Linked DNA regions of Sus scrofa: region 1 is linked to region 2. The links are chromatin contacts, called in public Hi-C maps. All regions are on one chromosome and are shown on one strand. The core of a region is the stretch at or near the end of the contact, and the rest is flanking DNA. Distances in the headings are between cores, read along the strand shown. Region 1 holds the start of SIX5 (homeobox protein SIX5). Region 2 holds the start of PPM1N (probable protein phosphatase 1N).

Region 1 (5,654 bases), core at 1,482-3,981, 230 kb before region 2:
AGGCCCAGGCCCGGAACCGAGACCTGGAGGCGCACGTTCGGCAGCTGCAGGAGCGGATGGAGTTGCTTCAGGCCGAGGGAGCCGCAGGCGAGTCCCTCATCCGCCCCCTTTCCTGAGGGCGTCGGGAGGAGGTGGGCCCGCGGCGCGTGTGGACACCTGGGGGAGGCGAGGGGCCCAGGCTGGGGCACGCCGCGCCACCGCCCCTCCACGCGCCCTATGCCTCTCTCTTCTCCTTCCAGCTGTCACGGGGGTCCCCAGTCCCCGGGCCATGGATCCACCTTCCCATGTAAGACCCCTCTTTTTCCCCTGCGTCAAGCCTGCTGTCCCCTGTGCAGACCCTGTCCCCATCTCCCTGTACCCCCGCCTGGATTTAGGGCTCACTCCTTCCTTTTTGAGGTTCCAGTCGGCAGACACCCTCCTTTCAGCCCCACATCTACCAGATATCCCTGGTTCAGGCCTCTCTCCAAATCCCAGCCGGGATCTCCCGAGAAGCCCTCCCCGACCTCCACTCCCCTCGCTGTCTCTCGACCCCCGCTGAGGGCGGCCGAGCCGAGCTGAGCTCGGATCGGGTCACCTGTCCCTTCTCTCTCCAGCTAGATGGCCCCCCGGCCGTGGCTCTGGGCCAGTGCCCGCTGGTGGGGCCAGGCCCCATGCACCGCCGCCACCTGCTGCTCCCTGCCAGGGTACGTCCGGCTGCTCACGCCCGCCCGCTCGCCGCGCCCCAGCCTAGCTCCACATAACCCAAGCCGCTTGTGCTTAGCTAAGCCTCTGCGGGGCCGGGCCTGCCGCGGGGCGTCGGGGTCTGGGGGGCGGGAAGGCTCGGGCAGCCAATCAAAGCAGGTCTTTACCAAGCAGCCAATGATGAGTTCGGACAAGACTTAGGCTTGCGAGCCGACCAACCACAGCTGCCCGCACTGGGAGGAAGGGCAGGGGGCAGGGAGGGTTTCGGCCCCTCTTACGAGCATGGGCGGGGCAAGTCCCAGGAGCCAATCAGAGTCCCGTATCGCGGTGCTGATCCCGCCCTCTCCCCGCAGGTCCCTAGGCCTGGCCTACGGGAGGCGCGTTCCTTGCTCCTGTTCGCCGCTGCTCTGGCTGGTGCCGCCGCCCTGGGCTGCACTGGGTTGGTGGCCTGCGCCGGCCATCTCGCCGCAGTCTGACCCCGCCCGGGAGCCACCTTCGCCGCCTGAACCGTAGAACCCGAGCCCGTCCTCCGCTCGGGCTCTGCTGGAGAGTTGGGTGACCCGGGTACCGCCCAGAAGCCACTCCCACCGCCTCCGGTTCACAGCACTCCGAGCGTGGGTCTCCGCCCCAGCTCTAGCCCTGTGATCCGGGCCCGCCCCCTGGCGGCCGGGGAGGGAGGAGTGGGGGCCGCGGCTCAAGCGAGACTTGTAGCCTGGAAAGCTGCTGCTGCTGAGGGGATCGCGGACCTCTCTCTTCCTCCGGCCTGGCTGAGGCCCCCCGACGGGGGTGGGCAAACTGCGACCTAGAGAAGGCAGCAGGGCCAGGGTTCAAGCAACTATTTTTCACCTTCCAGGCACCCCCACCCACATCGGCTCGCAAACCACAAATCCTCTGTGTGCATGAGGCCCTGCCCTCCCAGGAAAGCTCTCTACGCGGCGAACGTCTAGCGCGAGCTCCGCCTGCTCTCTGGAGAACCTTTTGCTTTTGACAGCCCCGCTTTTTCGGGGACTTTCGTGCCTTCCTCCTCACGTGCGTTGCTCTCGGAGCCACAGCCGGCTCCGCCCGCCTCAGCAGTGTGGGTATTTATTGACCTGTCCTCCAACCCGCTGACAGGCTCCAGGATCCCGGCACCCTAATCCACGTTTTGGATGCACTGAGACCCCGACATTCCTCGGTATTTATTGTCTTTCCCCACCTAGGACCCCACCCCCGATCCTCGCAAATAAAAGGCCCTTTCGTCTGCCCAGAATGCTCGAACTTCGTGCCGGCTCTGTTTGCAAGGAGGGCAGGAGGCTACTCAGTGGGCCAATCCGGCCAGGCGAGTGGAGGCGGCCAATGGCCTGGCAGGAAGCTAGCGGGAGACGAAGCGGACGAATCAGGGGTGGGGGTAGGGATGAGGGTGTGGCTTCGACCTCCGGCCAATAGAAGAAGACGAGCGGGCCACTCGACGGCACCGCCCCTTGTCCAGCTGTGGCCCAGCTGTGCCACTAGACCGCCGCGAAGAAGGGGGCTGGGCGGGCGGCGCGTGCGGCCATCCTCCTGCCACTGCGCCTGCGCGGGCCACGCGCATCCGTTCCAGGGACCTAAGCTCAAGAAAAGTTGCTGCAAACTTTCTAGCCCGTTTTCCCCGCCCCTTCTCCCAGCCAGACCCGCCCCCCTGCGGAGCCGGGAATTCCGAGGGGCGGAGCGTTGGCCGAGATGGGGAGTAAGGGGGGCCTTCTGAGGACCCTGGAGACGGAGGCATGCAGAAGCTCAGTCTCAGGGCGGAGGTGGCTTCGCGCCCTTAGCCCTCCCGGACGGCCCGTTACCTTCTCCGTTGTCCCGATGGGGAAACTGAGGCCCTGAGCCAGAGGCACACGCGGGGGGAGGCAAATAGCGCGGCGGGAGGCGGAGGGAAAACAAAGGGAGAATCACGGACAGTCGGGAAGGGGGACGGGCACACACACAGTCACAGGGACAGAGACCCTAGTAGGAGCTGGACCTGGCATCGGTGGCGGGGGGGAGACGCGAGGTCGGCGGGAGAAGATCGGGAAGCGCGAAGGGGGGTGCGGGGAGAGGGGACGGACGGGGGAGGGGGCTGGGGAAAGCCCGAGGGAGGAGGAGAAGGAGGGAGGAACTTCCCAAAGTTGCAAAACATGGCTACCTTGCCTTCGGAGCCGAGCGCGGGGCCGGCGGCTGGGGGGGAGGCGGTGGCGGCGGCGGCGGCGGCCGAAGAGGAGGAGGAGGAAGCGCGCCAGCTCCTGCAGACTTTGCAGGCGGCCGAGGGTGAGGCGGCGGCGGCGGCCGGGGCCGGGGCGGGCGAAGCGACGGTGAAAGCGGAGGACCCTGGATCCCCGGGCGTCCCCGGGTCTCCCCGCGAGGCCGCTGCCGAGCCGCCCACAGGCCTCCGCTTCTCGCCGGAGCAGGTGGCGTGCGTGTGCGAGGCGCTGCTACAGGCGGGCCACGCCGGCCGCTTGAGCCGCTTCCTGGGCGCACTGCCCCCGGCGGAGCGCCTACGTGGCAGCGATCCGGTGCTGCGCGCTCGGGCCCTTGTGGCCTTCCAGCGGGGCGAGTACGCTGAGCTCTACCGGCTGCTCGAGAGCCGCCCCTTCCCCGCCGCCCACCACGCCTTCCTGCAGGACCTCTACCTGCGCGCGCGCTACCACGAGGCCGAGCGGGCCCGCGGCCGCGCGCTGGGCGCGGTGGACAAGTACCGTCTGCGCAAGAAATTCCCGCTGCCCAAGACCATCTGGGACGGCGAGGAGACCGTCTACTGCTTCAAGGAGCGCTCCCGCGCCGCGCTCAAGGCCTGCTACCGCGGCAACCGCTACCCCACGCCGGACGAGAAGCGCCGCCTGGCCACGCTCACCGGCCTCTCGCTCACGCAGGTCAGCAACTGGTTCAAGAACCGACGCCAGCGCGACCGGACCGGGGGCGGCGGCGGCGCGCCGGGCAAGAGGTGAGGGGACCCGGTCCGCGCCAGTCCTCCTTTCCTGGGGACGTGGCATCCACCAGTCCCCTTCCCCTTTGCCCGCTGTCTGAACTCCTCAGACACTCCCCGCACACACCCTCAGGCGCCCGCCCAGCGCGGGGAATCTGTGCAGATGCAACGGGCACGCGCCCCGGCCCTCGCTCCGACACCGGTGCTCCTGCTGCGGAGGCTGGGAGACCACCTCCCTCTGCTCCGCTCTAGGCTCCGTCCCAGATCCCATCTGTGTCCGCGGCTAGACTCGGGGGAGGCAGCGAGAAAACCCGCGGCTGCTGGAAAGGAGGAGGGGCCTTTGCCGACCCTACCGGGCACAGGGGCCTGTTCGGGTCCCTAAGCTGCCAGGCGCTCCCTAACCATTGCTCGGCCTCACCTCCCGCCCCCCACCCGCCTCAGGGCCCAAACGGCGTGGTCGGTCGTCTGTCTTTGTTGTGAAACGTGAACCTTCCCCAGCTCCGGTTTCCCTGTAACCCTAGCTCTTCCCCTCCCACCCTGCGCGCCGGCCGCTCACTCCTCCAGCGCCCCGGGGGGAGGGCACCAGGAGCTGGGCCGGCCACTACCTCCTTGCTCTCGCCGAAGCCACTTGGCTGCTTTCAGGCCACCCCGGGGAATTTCAGGCAGCCTGGGTGCTCAGTCTCCGGGGCCCTGCCAGGGGGAGGAGGGCCAGCCTGAGCCCTAGGCAGTGGTTTCAATGCCAGGCTGGCAGAGGCTCCGTCCCAGGGGTCCCTGGGTGGCCTCAGAGAGGAGGTTTCATGACCCCCTGAAGTGGTCCACAAAACTGGGGCTGGGGAAAGGTGCGGGGGCCGTGGTGGGCGTGTGCTCCCGCAGAGCAGTTTGCCGGCAGGCCAGCGGGGAACAGTGCGCTGGGCCACACAGCTCACAATCCTTTCTCCCACCAGCGAGTCAGATGGGAACCCCGCTACTGAGGACGAGTCCAGCCGGAGTCCCGAGGACCTGGAGAGGGGGGTGGCTCCAGGGGCTGCTGAGCCTCCCGCCCAGGGCTCCGTATTCCTGGCTGGGGCTGCCCCTCCCACACCATGTCCCGCCTCCTCCTCCATCCTGGTGAACGGGAGCTTCCTGGCCGCCGGCAGCTCTCCAGCAGTGCTCCTTAATGGGAGCCCCGTCATCATCAACAGCCTGGCCCTGGGCGAGGCCTCCAGCCTGGGCCCCCTGCTGCTCACCGGGGGCGGGGGCGCCCCTGCACCGCAGCCCAGCCCCCAGGGGGCCAGCGAGGGCAAGACCTCCCTGGTCCTGGACCCTCAGACTGGGGAGGTTCAACTGGAGGAGGCTCAGCCTGAAGCCCCTGAGACCAAGGGAGCCCAGGTGGCTGCTTCAGGGCCGCCTGGAGAGGAGGTCCCAGGACCTCTGCCCCAAGTGGTGCCTGGGCCCCCACCGGCCGCCACCTTTCCTCTGCCCCCAGGACCAGTGACTTCTGTGGCCGCTCCACAAGTGGTGCCACTTTCCCCGCCTCCTGGCTACCCCGCGGGCCTGGGCCCCACCTCCCCCCTGTTGAACCTGCCCCAGGTGGTGCCCACCTCGCAGGTGGTGACCCTGCCCCAGGCTGTGGGGCCGTTGCAGCTGTTGGCAGCTGGGCCAGGCAGCCCTGTGAAGGTGGCTGCTGCCGCGGGCCCTGCCAATGTGCACCTGATAAACTCCGGGGTGGGCGTGACTGCGCTGCAGCTGCCTTCAGCCACTGCCCCAGGTACCCCCTTGCGGTGGCTGGGTGGGGGGGTGCAGGGGTGCAGGAGTTACTGTGGAGGGATGGTGCTGTCGGGTGGGGGGGAGAGTGGGGAGCTCGTCCCTGGTGGGTCCCCGACCCTCTTGTGCCAGGTAGTACCGTGAGGCTCAAGTCACAGACTCGGCCTCACCCCGAAGGGGCTCCTTTGGCCTCTGGCTTGTCTCCCTGCCTGCCGTCCAGCCGCTTAGCCTTCACCTCTGCGCCTGGCCCATCTCCTCTCCCCACAGGAAACTTCCTGCTGGCCAACCCGGTGTCCGGCAGCCCCATCGT
Region 2 (5,524 bases), core at 767-3,266:
ACCTTGCTTAGACACGTGTCCAACAGCTGTGCGCAGAGAAGCTCTGGAGCCAACTCTGGAGCCAAGCCCAGGCGGAGGCGCGATGCCACCAGTCCCGCCAGGGCAGAGCCAGACATCGTGTCCCACACGCCATCAGAGGCCAGGATCACAAACTCGTCCTCTGCCCGGCGTGCCAGGGCGGTCACTTCAGGCTCCGCGGAAACGAGCTGCAGTTCCGGGGGTCTCCCAGGAGCTTCTTTGTAAGCAAAGTCTCCCAGCGCTTGTGACACTGCCAGAGAGCCCTCGAGGCGCCGGCGGCGGATAGTACCGCCCGCGTCATGGATGCGTTCTAGTTCCTGGGGACGGAGGGGCCGATGATCCTCGGTGCCGAAGGCCACGGCTCCCGCGCGACTCAGCACCGCGCGGGAGTCACCACAGTGCGCCAGGTACAGAAAGCGCGGGGAAACCAGCAACGCCACAGCGGTAGAGCCGCCCGGCTCGCCGCGAGGCCAGAGCGCGCGCAGGCGTGCGTCTGCATTCAGGAAAGCGCGGCGCAGCGCTCCACACACGCCGTCGGGCTCGCCAGGCTCCGGGCCCAGCGCCTCGAGCACGTGGCCCGGCAAGTGGCGCGCGCCGAAGAGGGCGGCTCGCACCCCGCCGTGGCCGTCGAGGACCGCGAAGAAAGCCCAGCCTGGGGGCAGTCCGGGTAGCGCCAGCCAAGCGCAATGCGCGTCCTCCATGTGTGCGCGCCAGCCTTGCACTGCGCTCGCCCCGAGACGCAGGCCCCACGGTGCTACCGCACCCCCGTGTGGCCGCTGGGCGCAACGCGGCGCGTCCAGGAGGGACTGAGGACAGCCTGGAGACCTGCTCTCTTCGTCCTCCTCCACCTCCTCTTCCTTGCGAGCTGGCCAGAGACGTCCCAGCAGGCGGGTAAGGACCGCCATCTTTCAGCCTGGAGATCAGGAAGGTTTCACCCTCTGCACCTGCTAACTGAGCCCCCCCCCCGCGCACCTCCACTAATCCCCTACACTGTGAGATTTTAAACTACCTAAATCTTCCTATGCCCTTGACCTGCACTCGAGTCACTAGAAGGGATTGAACTCTTCAATCTCCTCTCTTCCACACCTTCAAAGCGAGGTTTGGAATTTGGGTCAGGGGAAAAATGATCAGAGCACCAAACTAGCACTGCGAACTGCACACCATTTTACATCATCATCTCCAATCTACCGAAAAGGAAACTGAGTCACAGATGTAAACAAGTGTTACAGGGAAACAGTCTCTAGAATCTGCATTTTCAACGCTGGTCTTTGGGTCCCCAGCTCTGATCTGGTCAAGCTCCGCCCACATCAGTGATTCCCAACCCGGTTTCAAAGGCTTTAAATTATTTTTAGGTCAATCCCTCCCCTCTCGATCTCCTCCCGGGATTTCAATCACTTCCCTTCCACACCCGGTCCATCCATTCAAGCCTCCTGCCTCAGAGGCTTCTGAGGTTCTCAGTCCGAGATCTGCTTCTAGCTCCGCCTCTTAGCTACAGGCCTAGCCCCGCCCCCTTGGTTACGCCCACCTTGTCCTTTGCCTGTTCTGCTCTATTCCCTGTAGGCCACGCCTCTAGCTCCTCTGTCTCTGACTAGACCCGCCCAACGCTGAATAATTCTACATTGGCTTAAGATTCACCTGTGCTTGAGCTCCTCCTCTTTTCTCAAAACTTTCTGAGTAGTTTCTTCCCGCTCCCTTTCCCACTCCTTCTGAGAATCTAGGCTCATACCTTACCTCCTTGCAATCTTTATACCCTCTCCGCAATGCCACCTCTAGCTCCACCCCAACCCACTCTGAGATCCACGCCCCCATCCTTTGCGCCTAGGTTCTTTCGTCATTATCTCCCCGAGCCCCTCATCCTACTCTAGGCCCTGCTCTTTTTTCCCTAACGGCCCCGCCCTCTTCTGTCTAGACCCCGCCCTTCAGACCGCCTTCCATGCCTGCTCGGACTGTAGCCTACCGTCCTAGCTCCGCCCCTCTTTTAGGAAGGACACACCCACCTCTAGCCTCCCGGTGTTTCCCCGCCCCTCTTGCCCTCCCTCAAGTTCCGCCCCTCCTCCTGTTCTCTGGCCCCGCCCCCGGCCCCAGAGCTGCAGTGCCCCCCCCCCAGCGGCCCCGCCCGCCCCCGCGGAGCGGAGCTGAGGGCGGCGGCAGCGGCGGCGGCGGCGGCTGCTGGAGCGGCCCGGGAGGAGGAGGCGGCGAGGATGGCGGCGGCGGCGGCGTCCTGGGCGCGGCGGAGATGAGCGCCCGCGGCCCCAGGCCCAGGGCGGCGTGGCCGGAGTGGGCGGGGGTCCCGATGCAGGCCCGGGGAGGGCCATGGGGCAGGTCCTGCCGGTCTTCGCCCACTGCAGTGAGTAGAGGGAGGCTCAGGCCTGGTGTGGGGCCCAGAGGCCCGGGTGGGCTCCTCTCCGGTTTCCCTTCCGACACTGACCACAGGAGAGCTGAGATGGGAGAAGAGGTGAAGGAGACAAAGGAAGCTCTCCCCTCCCCCCGTGTTTTAGCGGCGATGGGGGCGACTTGACCCGGAGAACCTGAGTGATTCGGGGCAGAGGTGGGGGGCACTGAGATAGCCAGCGGGGGGCGCACTGGGTGCTGAGATGTGCCACGGGGCTCCGCCCGGGGATGAGGAAGATCTCTAGGAGCTGTCCCCTCGCCGTGGTGCTGGCCGTAGCCAGCGGCGAAGAGATTTGAAAGGAGGGGTAGAGCCAGAATGGAGAAGAGGGGTCTGACTCCCCCTATCCCATCACCCATCTTTGCATCCCACCTCCATTTTCTGCCCAGACTCCAAGGAAGCCCCGACCTTGCCCAAATTGTCTAATGCCCAAATTCTGGGGAAACAGCCATCCCTGAGTTGGGGCTGGGACTCCTAGGTCCTTAGCAGGTTTTACCACTGATTAATAGTAACCCTGGAGGAGACCCACTCCACTCCAGGCCTCTGATTCCTGGCCTCCTATCCCCAGCTGAGCAAAAGAGGTGGGGGCAGGGCAGGGGGAGGCATCTGATTGCAATTTCCAAGCAGTATTGACACCTCCTGCAGGCAAAGCCCCAAGTTATCTCTGAGGGGCTGGATTCCACAACTGAAAATGCCTTGTCTGAGCCTCATGATCTCTGAGCCCAGGGCTCTTAACAGCTCTTGTCTAACGTTGTCTGTCTCACACCCCTGTGGTTCTGACAGCTGGAGATTTCAACACCGGCCAAGCCCCTTACATGTCTTGGGAGTCCAGGTGCCAAAATTCTGAGAAGTTGTTATTTTAACATTGTAGAGTAGCATCCTAACATTGTAAGATCTTGTATTTACCTGGGCTTAGAAAGGAAGGCCCTACATTATCCCCCCACCCCACCCCCTGGCCTTAATTCCCTGCCCTCGTCTCCCATCCCTCTCCCCTTCAGTCGCTCCTCCAGTCACATCTGCACGCTTCTCTGTTTCTGTTTCTCAAGTATGAAAAGCATATTGCTTGTCTAAGGGCCTTGGCCCTGGCTTTTCCCTCTGCCTGAAAGACTCTTCCCGAGATATCCTCATGGCTTCCTTGCATCATTCAGGTTTCTGCTCAGATGTCATTAGAGAAGTCTTTCTCACCACCCTGTCTGAAATAGCATCCCCTTTGCTTTCTCTCCCCTTACCTTGACTTTTATCCACACACTTGAGACCCAACACCCTAGTGTAATTGTGTATTGTCTGTGTCCCCTATAGAGGGTAGGCTCTTTGAGGGTAGGGATTTAATCTGTTGTATTCACCATTGTATCCTCAGCATCTAAAACAGTGCCAGGCATGTATCAGGTGCTCAATTAATGGTTGTTGAAAGACTTCATGAATGGAAGCCTCCTCAAATCCTTAACATGATGCTTCTGAGATCAAGATCCCTGGATTTGAATTTTTAAAATTGAGCTTCTTTGTTTCCCTTTGGCCTCGCAAAACATGCGCCAAACAGCAGTGACCCAAGCCGCCTGCAACGATGTGAGACCCTTCACCCGCTGTGCCACAAGGCAACTCCTTTCTGAAACTGAGCTAGAGTTTCCTTGTGCCATAGCGGGTTAAGGATTTGGCATTGTCACTGCAGCACCTCAGGTCGCTGCTGTGGCACGGGTTTGATACCTAGCCCGGGAATTTCCATGTGCCCTGAGTGCGGCCAAAAAATTAAAAATTAAAAAAAAAACTGAGTTTCTGCTTGCAGAGATACTAAGGTTTTATGGTCTGTATGCAGAATATCCTAAAGGTCTTGTGGTTAAAATGATCAGATTCCTTAGTTCAGACAAGTTTCCAGGGCTGGCACACTGCTTCTGTAATTTGGGCCATCTAAACTTCTAAGAGTCTTCGATTTTTTTTTCCGTCTTGCAGAAGAAGCTCCATCTACAGCTTCCTCTACTCCTGACTCCACAGAAGGTAAGTTGAGAGGGAGGATGTGAGAGTGGAACTTGAAGGGGGCTCTCAGCTGAGTAAGGGGGTTAAGGAGGGTGAGGCAAGGTCTTGCTTGGTCAGAGGAGTTGATGGCCTCCTTTGCTCATGGCAGGAGGCAACGACGACTCCGATTTTCGAGAGCTGCACACAGCCCGGGAGTTCTCAGAGGACGACGAGGAAGAGACCACATCGCAGGACTGGGGTACTCCCCGGGAGCTGACCTTCTCCTACATTGCCTTCGACGGTGTGGTGGGCTCTGGGGCCCGCAGGGATTCAGCTGCCCGCCGCCCACGACCGCAGGGTCGCTCCGTCTCAGAGCCGCGAGACCCACCCCCTCAGCCTAGCCTGGGCGACAGCTTGGAAAGCATCCCCAGCCTGAGCCAATCCCCAGAGCCCGGGCGCCGTGGTGACCCGGATTCTGCCCCTACGGTCGAGCGCCCCCTGGAGGACCTAGGGCTCCACCTGGACCAGTTGGGCTGGGCGGCTCGGGGAGTAGGGTCCGGGGAGGACTCTGCCACCAGTAGCTCTACCCCGCTGGAAGATGAGGAGCCGGACGGATCAGAGGCTGGAGAGGCTAGGAAAGGTGAGATGTCCACGGTGCTGGGACCGAAGCCATAAGGGGTGGGTGGTCTCTACTTAGGGCACCTCTAAGGTGAAAGCTTACAGCCTTCTCTCTCTACCGCACCAGAGTTGGACCTCCAACTTGGACTTGCTCAGTCCTCGCTGCCTGAAGTCTTGAATCTGCAGCCCAGCCTTGGCTCTGGGGACCCCCAGGCGCGTACCCCATCCCCACCTCAGTCCCGGGATTCGAACTCTAGTCCGGTTGAGCCCTTGCCGGACGAGAAGGAGGAAGAGCCTTGGGGGCAGCAGGAGCGGGAGCCAATCACGGGGCAGTGCCTCGATAGCATGGACCAATCAGAATTCATTTTGGAACCACACCTTCTAGGTAAACTGTGTGAGGGAAGGTGCTTGCTTGGACTACAATCAGGGTGGAGGATTGAATGGAATTTAAAAGGACCCACCTCTCAGAGGAACAGAGCGTGGAGTAGGGAGGAAGTATTGCTATTGGCAAGACGTTATAAACTTCACCCTTTAAAAAAAATATATATTCCC

The links. Hi-C and Micro-C count contacts between places; a contact is called where the count stands out from the background.
Region 1: a contact with region 2 is called in a Hi-C map of liver, with 2.9 times the contacts expected there. The contact joins the promoter of SIX5 here to the promoter of PPM1N in region 2. A contact is called at or near these places in 1 of 5 promoter capture datasets (liver), 8 of 47 Hi-C or Micro-C datasets (alveolar macrophages, embryonic fibroblasts, heart right ventricle and 4 more) and 1 of 2 datasets of contacts at active chromatin or transcription factors (alveolar macrophages).

What each region holds. Positions count from the first base shown.
Region 1 is chr6:52,096,535-52,102,188 of Sscrofa11.1, reverse strand. It overlaps SIX5 (homeobox protein SIX5), which reads left to right and starts at 2,731. Exons shown (of 3, transcript XM_021094581.1): 1 at 2,731-3,619; 2 at 4,546-5,348; 3 at 5,612-5,654. The coding sequence starts at 2,817. DMPK (myotonin-protein kinase) reads left to right here. Exons shown (of 14, transcript XR_002344695.1): 12 at 1-87; 13 at 240-683; 14 at 1,035-1,930. It overlaps LOC110261013 (a long non-coding RNA gene), which reads right to left and starts at 3,619. Exons shown (of 2, transcript XR_002344697.1): 1 at 2,825-3,619; 2 at 1,842-2,522.
Region 2 is chr6:51,861,553-51,867,076 of Sscrofa11.1, reverse strand. It overlaps PPM1N (probable protein phosphatase 1N), which reads right to left and starts at 2,016. Exons shown (of 5, transcript XM_021094558.1): 1 at 3-2,016. The coding sequence starts at 923. RTN2 (reticulon 2) reads left to right here and starts at 2,324. Exons shown (of 10, transcript NM_001129960.1): 1 at 2,324-2,365; 2 at 4,352-4,396; 3 at 4,524-4,994; 4 at 5,100-5,357. The coding sequence starts at 2,332. It overlaps LOC110261012 (a long non-coding RNA gene), which reads left to right. Exons shown (of 4, transcript XR_002344692.1): 4 at 1-371.